2 separate regions of the Mus musculus genome follow, and region 2 is linked to region 1. A link is a contact called in public promoter capture Hi-C data. All regions are on one chromosome and are shown on one strand. Each heading gives the region's core, a stretch centred on a gene start, on an enhancer-like site or on the middle of the called end of the contact. The rest is flanking DNA. Distances are from core to core; before and after follow the strand shown. Region 1 holds the start of Mep1a (meprin 1 alpha). Region 2 holds the start of Slc25a27 (solute carrier family 25, member 27).

What was found. Capture Hi-C pulls out chosen DNA fragments and counts their contacts.
Region 2: a promoter capture Hi-C map of adipose tissue shows a contact between it and region 1. The contact joins the promoter of Slc25a27 here to the promoter of Mep1a in region 1. A contact is called at or near these places in 5 of 39 promoter capture datasets (the C10 cell line, cranial neural crest, macrophages and 2 more), 2 of 484 Hi-C or Micro-C datasets (the HL-1 cell line and nephron progenitors), 1 of 115 datasets of contacts at active chromatin or transcription factors (pancreatic cancer cells) and 3 of 9 other capture datasets (adipose tissue, liver and pancreatic islet).

The regions. Positions count from the first base shown.
Region 1 is chr17:43,499,624-43,504,757 of GRCm38.p6, forward strand. It overlaps Mep1a (meprin 1 alpha), which reads right to left and starts at 3,150. Exons shown (of 14, transcript NM_008585.3): 1 at 3,030-3,150; 2 at 2,918-2,942; 3 at 2,765-2,815. The coding sequence starts at 3,134.
Region 2 is chr17:43,665,026-43,670,159 of GRCm38.p6, forward strand. It overlaps Slc25a27 (solute carrier family 25, member 27), which reads right to left and starts at 2,189. Exons shown (of 9, transcript NM_001357122.1): 1 at 1,875-2,189. The coding sequence starts at 1,977. Cyp39a1 (cytochrome P450, family 39, subfamily a, polypeptide 1) reads left to right here and starts at 2,347. Exons shown (of 12, transcript NM_018887.4): 1 at 2,347-2,769. The coding sequence starts at 2,584.

The DNA of each region.
Region 1 (5,134 bases), core at 1,900-4,399:
TCAATTTTGAAATAAAAATCCTTCTTCAAGAACCTTAGAACTGGCCTAGAGAGATGGTTCGGTGGATAAAAACACTGGTTATTCCTACAGTGGACCTGAATTCAGTTCCTAGCACCTCCATGGCAGCTCACAACTATCTGCGACACCATCCCTGGGGGACCAATGCCCTTTTCTGATCAAACATGCACTTGATATAGTTGAAACATCTATATGTAGAAAATAATGATATTTTTAAAATAACCTTATAACTAAGATGAGTTAGAAAGGATTATGTTGTTCATGAACTCTAAAGCTTTGCTTCTTTAAAGAAAAAAAAATTAGGGCTGGTGAGGTAGCTCAGCTGTTAAGAGCACTGACTGCTCTTCCAGAGGTTTTGAGTTCAATTCCCGTATGGTGGTTCACAACCATCTGTAGTGGGATTTGATGCCCACTTCTGGTGTGTGTGAAGAGAGCTACAGTGTACTCATATACATTAAATGAATAAATAAATCTTTAAAAAGAGAAAAAGAAAAAAGAAAAAAAGATGGCGCTCAGAGAGGTCATGAACTAGGAGGCCATTGTCCAGGTGAGCTTTACAGCTGGTGTCTCATCCCAGCCCTTTCATGGCCCCTCCCCTTCACCTAGGTAAATGCACTGAGTGGATTTTCTCCCAAGAGGAAGGAGGCAGCTCCTGAACCTAGGGACAACGCCCTTGGAGACTATGTGCAGATCCATCCAAGGCTATGTATGTCTCCAAGACCCTGCTTTTCAGAGGCCTTGCAGAATGGACCTACACACACTGCTTGACTTGCTTATCCACGACCTCAAAGAACTCATAAAACTAAGATTCTTAAACGGAAAGATCCTGGGAAAACTTCCCAACCCTTGAATGAGCTCCATTTGTCTTTTAAAATAATGTTTAATTAATTCATTAATTTTTAACTTTACCCTAATTAAAAATGCACAGAATAGGCCTGCCTGGATTCAAGTCTTGGCTTTGACTAATTATTATCATGTTTCCTTAACCATATGAGTATCCATGATGCTTCAACGACAATACTACCTATAAAGGTGCTCTAGAATGTGCTCCAAACAGAAATAGCTAATCATCACTCAGGCATGGTGGTGCCCACCTTTGATCCCAGCACTCCTGGGGTGAAGGAATTCAGATCTCTGAGCTTGAGCTCAACCTGGTCTACAAAGCAAGTTTCAGAACAGCCAGGGCTACAGAGAGAAACCCTGTCTCAAAACAGCAGGAGCAGCAGCAGCAACAACAAAATCATCACCACCACCACCATCATCATCATCAAAGAAGAAGAAATGCCGAATAATTGCTACATGTTAACACTGATTACAATATACCACACTCTCCCACTAAGTAACTGGAGTATTTCATCCAGTCCGTTTCTCTTTCTTTTCTGGTCTCATGTAGTTCAGGTTGATTGTGATCTCTCTACATAGTCAAGGATGGCCTTGAACTCAGAACTGCCTGCCCCTGCTTCCCCAGTGCTGGGGTTACAGGTGTTTGCCACCACACCATTTTGAGAGGTCATCTTCAAACAGGACTCAGCTGCTGTGATTTTAGGTCTAAAGACCCCGAGCGGGTTCCCCGCTGCAGCCTGCAATCCTGAGTGAGTCTCCAACCACGGGACATTTCCTGTGTCTTCCTGCATAAGGAAACCAGCATTTCCCCCATTACAAGACTCAGATGGCATTAGACATGGATGTCTTTGCAAACCCTAAGGTGATTGTGACCAAGTGTCCCTCCACTGACATCAGTCCCATTCAAAGATGTCACTATGCAAAGGCTTCTCTGAAACCGCAGAAGCAGAACACAGGGACAAGACAGGAAACACCTTGATGTCTTTCCTCTTGGTATTGGATGATAACATGGGTTCCTCAATAAATACATTTCTGAACGAGCTATCCAAATAGAAATACATTTATTTACTCTTTTATACCTCATCAACTACCTAGCCACCAGTACATATGATTGACCTGTCCAGGCTTGGGATCTTTCTCCTACAAAATAGAACTACCGTCTTATTCTTTATAGTTTATTTAGCTAGTATAATAATTACCCATTCTTCCATTTCAAACTAGAAACTATGAGTTTTTCATAAACAGAAAACTTGTTACGTGAGCTTAGATCCAGTCAGGGCTCATTAGCTTCCTTAGAAAAAGTTAACTTTGGGCCTGGGGTGGTGGTTCAGCTGGTAAAACTGTTGGACCTTGGAAGTCAAGGGAAAACCCAGGGGTAATTGGATCCCAAAGACAAAGAGGCAGAAGCATGTAGATCCCCAGGTCACACTGACTAGTCTGTGTCAAGACACAGACCAAGAGAGAGCCTGTCTGAAAAACAAGGTGGATAGATCCTTAGGAACATAACTGAAACGGACCGCCGGTCTCCTCAAACATACTTGCACCTATACTGACATGAGCACTCACAGTATAAAGTAAGCCTCTTTCTCTCAGGCACCATCGTTTCCTAGAAACCTCTAATGCCAGTAAGCACCAATAAACTTGTCTCTCCAAAAGGCAATCCTGTCATAGTTCTTTAAATCCTTTCAAATTAGGCATGGAGCTGCCTATCCATGATCCTGGAAGTCTTGAGGTAGAAGCAGAAGGGTGAATGCCAGCTTAAGTCCACCCTGGCTTTGCTTTAACAATTTCCAAGCCACCCAGGACTACACAGAGAGACGTTGCCTCATTGGTCAATCAATCGGATGATTTAAATAATAAACACACGATTTCCAGGCCTCAATATTTCAGACAATGAGCTCACCTAAATTGATTTCGAAAATATCCTTCTGTTCACCAACATCTGTATCGTGATCTGCCAAAAGAAAAATAATGAAAAAAAAAAACTGTTGTTGAAGAAAACTTAAGCCTTGTTGAAGACAACTCAGAAAAAAACTGCATGGGAAATGCCTCTTACCAGATCCATTCAAAAGATGCTTAATCTGGAAGGAAACAAGTGTACACAAAATGGGTAACAGGCTACAACGGATGCTCTTAAATATCTATGGAAGTAGGTAGTATCTACTTACCGATACAGCTGCTATGTGGGCAGAAAAAATCAGTGAGAGAAGACACGCAGGTTGTATCCAAAGCATTATTGCAAATGAACTGGATCTGCCAAGCCTCCTTGCCATAAAAACCTATTGGACCTTGCTCTCACTGTCGCGGTGCAAACTTTGACCGTGCTGTGGATACTGTGCCTCTTAGTACGCGTAGTCTACAAGAATGAATGACACTTTTGTGGGCATGTACAAAGGAGCCTGCTCTAAAAGAGACTGGGAGAAAGTTTTAAAAATTCGCAGTGGAACAGACATATGATAACAAGCTATACACAGTGCCCTCAGGACAGAAATATGAATAGTAATTAAGGCATGATAATATTACACACTGCCAATCAAAGATGAACTCAAATTTTATGAGTTGTTACAATCACAATCACGGCGGGTCACCAATGCATGGCTCACACCTTTTCTCTCTGCATATCTTCTTTCTCTCTGCCTGTCTTCTTCCTCTATTTCTCTCTCCATATACTCCCACACACAAAAATAAAATGTCCATGACCACTACAATATTAGTCTATATGTTTGTTCAGTGCCATTTCAGTAAAGATCCTACCAATGTTTTCCAGTGGAGTATTACAGACTATTTTCAAAATTTACACACAAAGGCATAAATTTGCAAGAATAAATAAGAAACTGTCTAAAAGAAAGTTTTTTAAAAAAACAAAAACCAAGAATCACTATAACAGAAATACCAAGAACCTTCTTAAGAAAAAACAATACAAAATAAAACAAAGCAGGGAAAGGGTTAGGGTTATGATAATTAGCAAATATAATTATCGAAGATATCGGGGTTTGGAATGGAATAGAATGTCAAAAGAAACTCATGTGTATGTGGGGCTTTGTTACACAGGAAGAATCAAAAGTGCTATAAGGAAACTTTGCTCTCTTTAATAACATTAAAAATTGTGTTCAGAAAATCGAAACCCTAAACAATAGCTCCCAAACTCCCCAATGCTGAGGATCCTTTAATAGAGTTGCTTGTCTCGTGGTGACTCCCAACCATAAAACTCCTTTGTTGCTCCTTCTTAACTGCAGTCTTGCTACTGTTATAGATCATAATGTAAATATCTGATATACATGATATCTGATGTGCAACACCTATGAAGAGGTCATTCAGGCTACCCAAAGGGACCTTGACCCACAGGCTGAGAAGCACTGCTCAAGATAAAGGTAGAGATTAGCAAATCTCAGAGCTTGAGATTGGCTAAAATTGCTTAAATAAGGGAAAGCTTTGAAATTACAATGAAGAGTTAATTTAGATAGACCAAAGTTTTACCTGCCCCTCCCCTCTCCTCTGGTAGCCCAGTTTGGCTTGCCAGGGATGTAGCCAAGAATGCCCTTGAACTCCCCATCCTCCTGCATTAGACTCCAAGGAGTACCAAGATAATAAACTCTTACCATCACGCCCAGCCCACTCTTGTCAATGTGACGTCGGGACAGGAAACTTCAAGGAAAGGGTTAATGGTTATTTTCAATCCTGATAGTAGATACTCTTCTTAAAAAGTTGATTCTGGGGGGGGGGGGCAAATATCTAACATAATTAGAGGAAAAGCCACAGGTGGAAAAGTATTTACACTGCATATAACTGAATAAAAAGAAGGATTCAGGAAAGGTGCAGAATTCTGACACTGTCTTTTATGAGATTGATGGCAGCTGTTAATTAGTTACCAGTTATGTGCCACGCCAGGCATTCCCTACCACTCTTCTGTGTTTAGAGAATGCTGTAGGCAGTCACAAGCCCTTGCTTAGAAGAGATTTATGGTTTTGAGGTAAAATGTAAACTCTGAGGGCAAAGTTCTTGCTTTATTCTGTGTGCCCTAGCAACTGGCATACTGTAAACAATGACTTATTTTGTGACACAAAAAGAGATCAAATTACAGGTTTCTAGAATGGGGTTGGACAGACTTACTCAAAGCGATGCCCGTGAGGGGGTGAGGGTGAGGGGTGGAGGAAGAAAATGGACAGGTGGGAAATGATGAGCCACCCCCCCCCAATGGGCCAGCGCTCTCCTATTACATCAAAGCCAGAGCCAGGTTCCACAGGGCTATTCTGGGAAACCTGTAAGACCTCTC
Region 2 (5,134 bases), core at 939-3,438, 160 kb after region 1:
GAAGAACTCTTAAGAAGGATATGGGGTCAAGCTCATGAACATCGCTTAGAGTACACAAAGATTTTCAGTGACCGCTGCCTGATCCACGATCCATGAATACCTTTCCAAAGACAGGAGAGGGGGCGGGGAGGGGGATGTGTTACATCTTTCCATTAGGTTCTGGAAAAGTTGCTAACCAATAATGTCCCTAAGATGTTTTCTTATCTTGCATATATATGGAGTCTTAAAAAGTTTCCAGTGGTATACACACACACACACACACACACACACACACACACCTTAAAAAGTGTCTTATCAACACATGAAACTGAGCAAAGTATGAAGAGGCAAGAGCTCTAAGTACAAATGCTGCTTCTCAGAACACATGTTTTCTTCCTTCCTTTTCCTTTGGTTACCTTGTGGCTGGGGCATTCGTGCTGAATCAGTGTGAACTCCCCTTTACCAACTAACTTTGATCCCTTGGCCTTCTGTCCCTATTCTTCACCCGTTTCTCCCCAACACATTTCACAGGACCGTTTCTGGACAAGCCACTGAGCTTTCAGGGAGCCATCAAACCACTAATGCAGCTCATCACTCGGCTGACTCGTTTTAGATGTCTTTAGAAGCTGGTGAATTTTATTTAGGAAAATCAATGATTAAGGAAAATAAAATTGTGTTAGCTTTGATTAGAAAGAAGACAAATAGATGGGCCAAAGGCAAGAAAGGAAGAGTCTAAAGGGCAAAGCAATAGGTAGTGTGCTGGCTATGCTAGGCATAAAAATAAATAAAGCTCCGCTAGAGACGGTTGGATAACATTTTCAAATAACTAATGCACCAGAGACATTTTCCTTTTTCTTTCTTTCTTTTTTTAATGGACAAAAAAATGTAAGGGTAATCTCAAATAGCTTCACAGAGACCACAGGTTGTACTCAAAACCTCCCTGCCCCCTTCCTGAAAAACAACAACAACCACAACAACACCCCCACCCTTTGCTCATGCCATAGTGCCGTAATCCACTTTAGGTGGTCTGTTTATTTACTTATTTATTTATTTGTTGTTGTTGTTTGTTTCTTTGAACTCACTTAGGCAGATGGATCTGTCTTGTTTTGTTTTGTTCCTATAATGTTCTTGGAACACACAGAAATAGCTTCTCTGCAACAGGCAGCAGCTGTAAATAAATGTCTTTCTCTGCATGTGCCACCCCCCACCCGCCACCCCACTGAGCCTGGAAGAAGGCCACACTGGGGTTTTTTGCAATTGTATATCCAGGACCCACTACTGCATCAACTGGAATAATGCTGCCCCTACCTTGCATTTACCACATATAAAAATTACTTCTCAGAATTCCCCTTAACGGGTATAGGCTCAGAGAAGTGATGTGGCTGACTGGCATTAAGCAAATGTTCCAGAGGGATGGTTAACAATTGGAGTCCCTCAAGGTAGGACTCACTGTCCCCCTTCCCCCAACTCAAATCTTAAAGACTCCCGAGGCAGCATAAGACTATAAACCACAAAAAACGATCCCAGGGAGGATGAAAAAGAAAAAAACAAACCAAAACCAAACCAAAAAACTGTGAACAAATGGATTATGGTTCTATAAAGGTCATCCTTACGAAAGGGGAAATGTTTCCTAGAGAGGTATAGGGCTCATGAAGAGCCCAAGAGTACTCACTCAGGCATAAGACAACATCCCTGGGGATGGGAAGACAAGGACCCTGGACACCTCCAATCCACGCTCCTCCCGAAGCTGGCCTACTGGGCACCTGACCACATCCTTGCGAGGGTCCAACCTCTGAAGATGCACTCCAGCCAGGAGTGAGGCTGCCCGCCCATCCCTCCCCCAGCACGATGCCGCAGCCACTCGCTGGGGAGGCCGAGGCGGGGGCGGCCGGTACCTAGCTCGGCCACGGTTGCGGCGCAGCCGGACAGTAGGAACTTGCTCGTCCGGGGCCATCTCTGCGTGAGCGGCAGCAGCTTCTCCTCCTCGGCGATAGGCATTCAGCAGCAAGTCAGGACCACTGGGCACCGCTGGTCGCCTGGGAACCTGCCACCCTGCCGGCGCCGCCCCTTTTCAGCCCGAGAGAGGTCAGGTCAGGACCATGTGCCTTTATTACGCTCTGCAAAGGCGCCGCCCGCCTGGTAGCTGGACCGGTCCGGCGGCCTCAGGTGCTGAAAAACAAAGCCGCACCCAAGAGGCTTCTGGGAAATGTAGTTCTTGGGGGCTCAGCGACTTCTCTGATTGGCTGGTAGCTAGGCGCCCGCTGCAAACAGCTAGTTTACTCGAGCTCCGCCGCCTCAGGATGTGTTCCCGCCTCCTCCGTCCCAGCCCAGCCCAGCCCAGTTCAAATCAAAGCTTTTTTTTTTTTTTTTTTTTTTTTTTTTTTTCTCATAATTTGAAAGCCGTGGGAAGGTGGAAGATAGCCACAATGCAAAAATCACACAAAAACTGGGGCGGGGCAAAGGAACCACAGTTACGCAAGAGAATTTGTTTAAAAAGTTTCTCGGCTCAGAGTTTGCAAAACTGGGCGCATTTTCCTCAGTCGGCGGGGGACTAGGAGATTCCCCTGGAGAAGGACGTTTTCAAACGTCTGTTGATTCTGGAAGATGGGCATTATGGAGTTATTCTCACCAATAGCAATCGCCGTTCTGGGAAGCTGTGTTCTTTTCTTATTCTCTCGGTTGAAGAATTTGCTTGGACCCCCGTGCATCCAAGGCTGGATTCCCTGGATTGGAGCTGGACTTGAGTTTGGGAAAGCCCCTCTTGAATTTATAGAAAAAGCAAGAATCAAGGTATGTAGCAGTGACAGGGAGTTTGGAGGGAGGTAGTATTTCCTTTTCTAATTTTTCTTTTATTAAACTCAGTGTTGGAACATTGGGCATACACATACTTCCGGCAATTCGTCTACTCTGTTTCTCTACATACCTTGTTGGAAATAGTCAGGTCTTTTGACTGTTAGTAATTCCCTGCAGTTAATTCTAAGTGGGTGTTTATTAACATTGCAGATGTAAGCTTGTAGTTTGGGGGCGGCGACAGAAGAGTTTCCATGATTTCAGTTTGTGAAAACGAGTAATAAATTTGTATCACAAGTAGAGGTAACTCTACGATTTTATAAAACTTGATTTGCTAAATTGATCTTTACAGATTAAAAGCTCCCCAATATTCTTTCTTTCTCTCCCCATCCCTACCACCAGATACTATTTTATTGGTGAGTTCCTCCCTCCCTTATTCCCTGCCCTGAGGAAATAAGTAATGGATTCCACTGTAAGGGTTTTTTTTTTTTTTTTTTTTCCCATAAAGCAGCTACTGAATGTTGAACAGTTTAGAGAAGGCACTTTTACTGGCTGGCCTTTTAATTTCTATTCATATTTTGGCGGCCAAGATCTTACTGTGGTTTTGGTTGGGAAGCCAGCATGGTGGATGAAGTGCTTTCTGCAGCAACCACAAAAACCTGAGTCCATACCTCAACCCCTCCAGGTTCAGTGAGAGAGGCTTTGTCTCAAAAACTGAGGTGGAGGGCCAGCAAGAGGGCTCGGTGGGTAAAGGTGTCTGCTGCCAAGCCTGGCATCTTGAGACTGAACCTTAGAACCCACATGGTGGAAGGAGAGAATCAGCTCTCTCAGATTGTTCTCAGACCCCCACATGGGCGCTGTGATACACACATGCCCATATTCCATGTAAACACAATATATGAATAATATTTTCTTATCATTTAGTATTTCTTCTAGCCCTCCCCCACTTCTGTGTGTGTACACTCATGTGTTGGTGTTCTAATCCATGCATGAAGGACTACATGGAGTTCAAAGGTTTGCACCAGGGTGTCTTCCTAGTTTGTTTTTCCACTACATTTTGTTGGGACAGGTCCTCAAACTGCATCTGGAGCTCATCCAGTCAGCTAAGACTGGCTGTTTAACAAGCCTCTGGGAACTGCCTGTCTCTGTCTCCCTGGCTTCTGGAGAATTAGGGATGCGAGCTTTTATGTCTGGGTTTTGCCTGGGGTCTGGGGATTTGAACTCTGATCCTCATGTTGGCACAGCAAGCACTTTGTCCACTGAGCCATATTCTAGTCTTTGATGGCTGTATTTCATCAAATAAGGATAAGATATTTTATTTAAATTCCAGTAGTTGGGTGATATGGGTTGCTGCTAACTGCTTTTCGTTGTTTCAACCATTCCCTCAATGGATATTCTTATGTGCATGCAGTTGAACATTTAAAACTTATCTGTGTTGAGGCGTGCATAGCTGTAGCCATCTTGTTCCACGCCTGCCAGCTACTTTATATGGGTGCTGTAATATGCCTGTCAGTCACTGATGCACAAAAATAACTCGACTAAGAATAGGGTCATGATGAAAACATACCCTGTTAAGTACTGCATGAGATTTGTTAAGCCTAACAAATTCCACCACTATAAGCTTCACTTAGGACCTATGAAATTAAAGGTCAATATGAACTGTGATGTTTAAAATGGCTGGAGTCAGGGCCGAACTCTGGGCAGCTTTCCAGGACCTGAGCATGAGCTCCTTGTGTTTTTCTGGTTTTAGCCTTTAGGCCCTGAGAAATGTCCAGAGTGAAGCATTCAGCTCTCGAGCCTGAGCTTTGTTGCTCTGGTTGATCAGTCATGGTGTGTGATCAAGAAACCATTTCTGTTTAACTGAGATCAGTATTCATGGGGTTTGTGGGGTGACTCCTGGACCCCAACAATTTGACTGTTTCCTCAGGATAAACTCCAAAGATAGACTTGCTTGTGGGGAAATACACAATTTATTTTTTTAATGATTGCATTGTGTTATTATTTTACTGCTTTGAAAAAGATGTAATATATACTTTTAATCTTTATTTAGACGTAAAATGTGCTTATATTAAATTCTGTACCATACTGGATACCATAATTATGTGAAATGTTTACTAGTCTAGTGCATGAAAGATGAAGAAGGATCTTTCCTAAAAGTATTTCTTTGTTTCCCACAGCCTTCCATGGGCATAGAAGTTTAGTAATTTGTAAGGAATGTTTGAAAAGGCTATCTCAGATCAAATATGTGTGAGTGTTCTGTAGTTTTCTGGGTCAAACGAAACAATGAGAGTCTACCATTATGTTATGTGACACAGTGTGTGTGTGTGTGTGTGTGTGTGTGTGTGTGTGTGTGTGTATTTTTTCT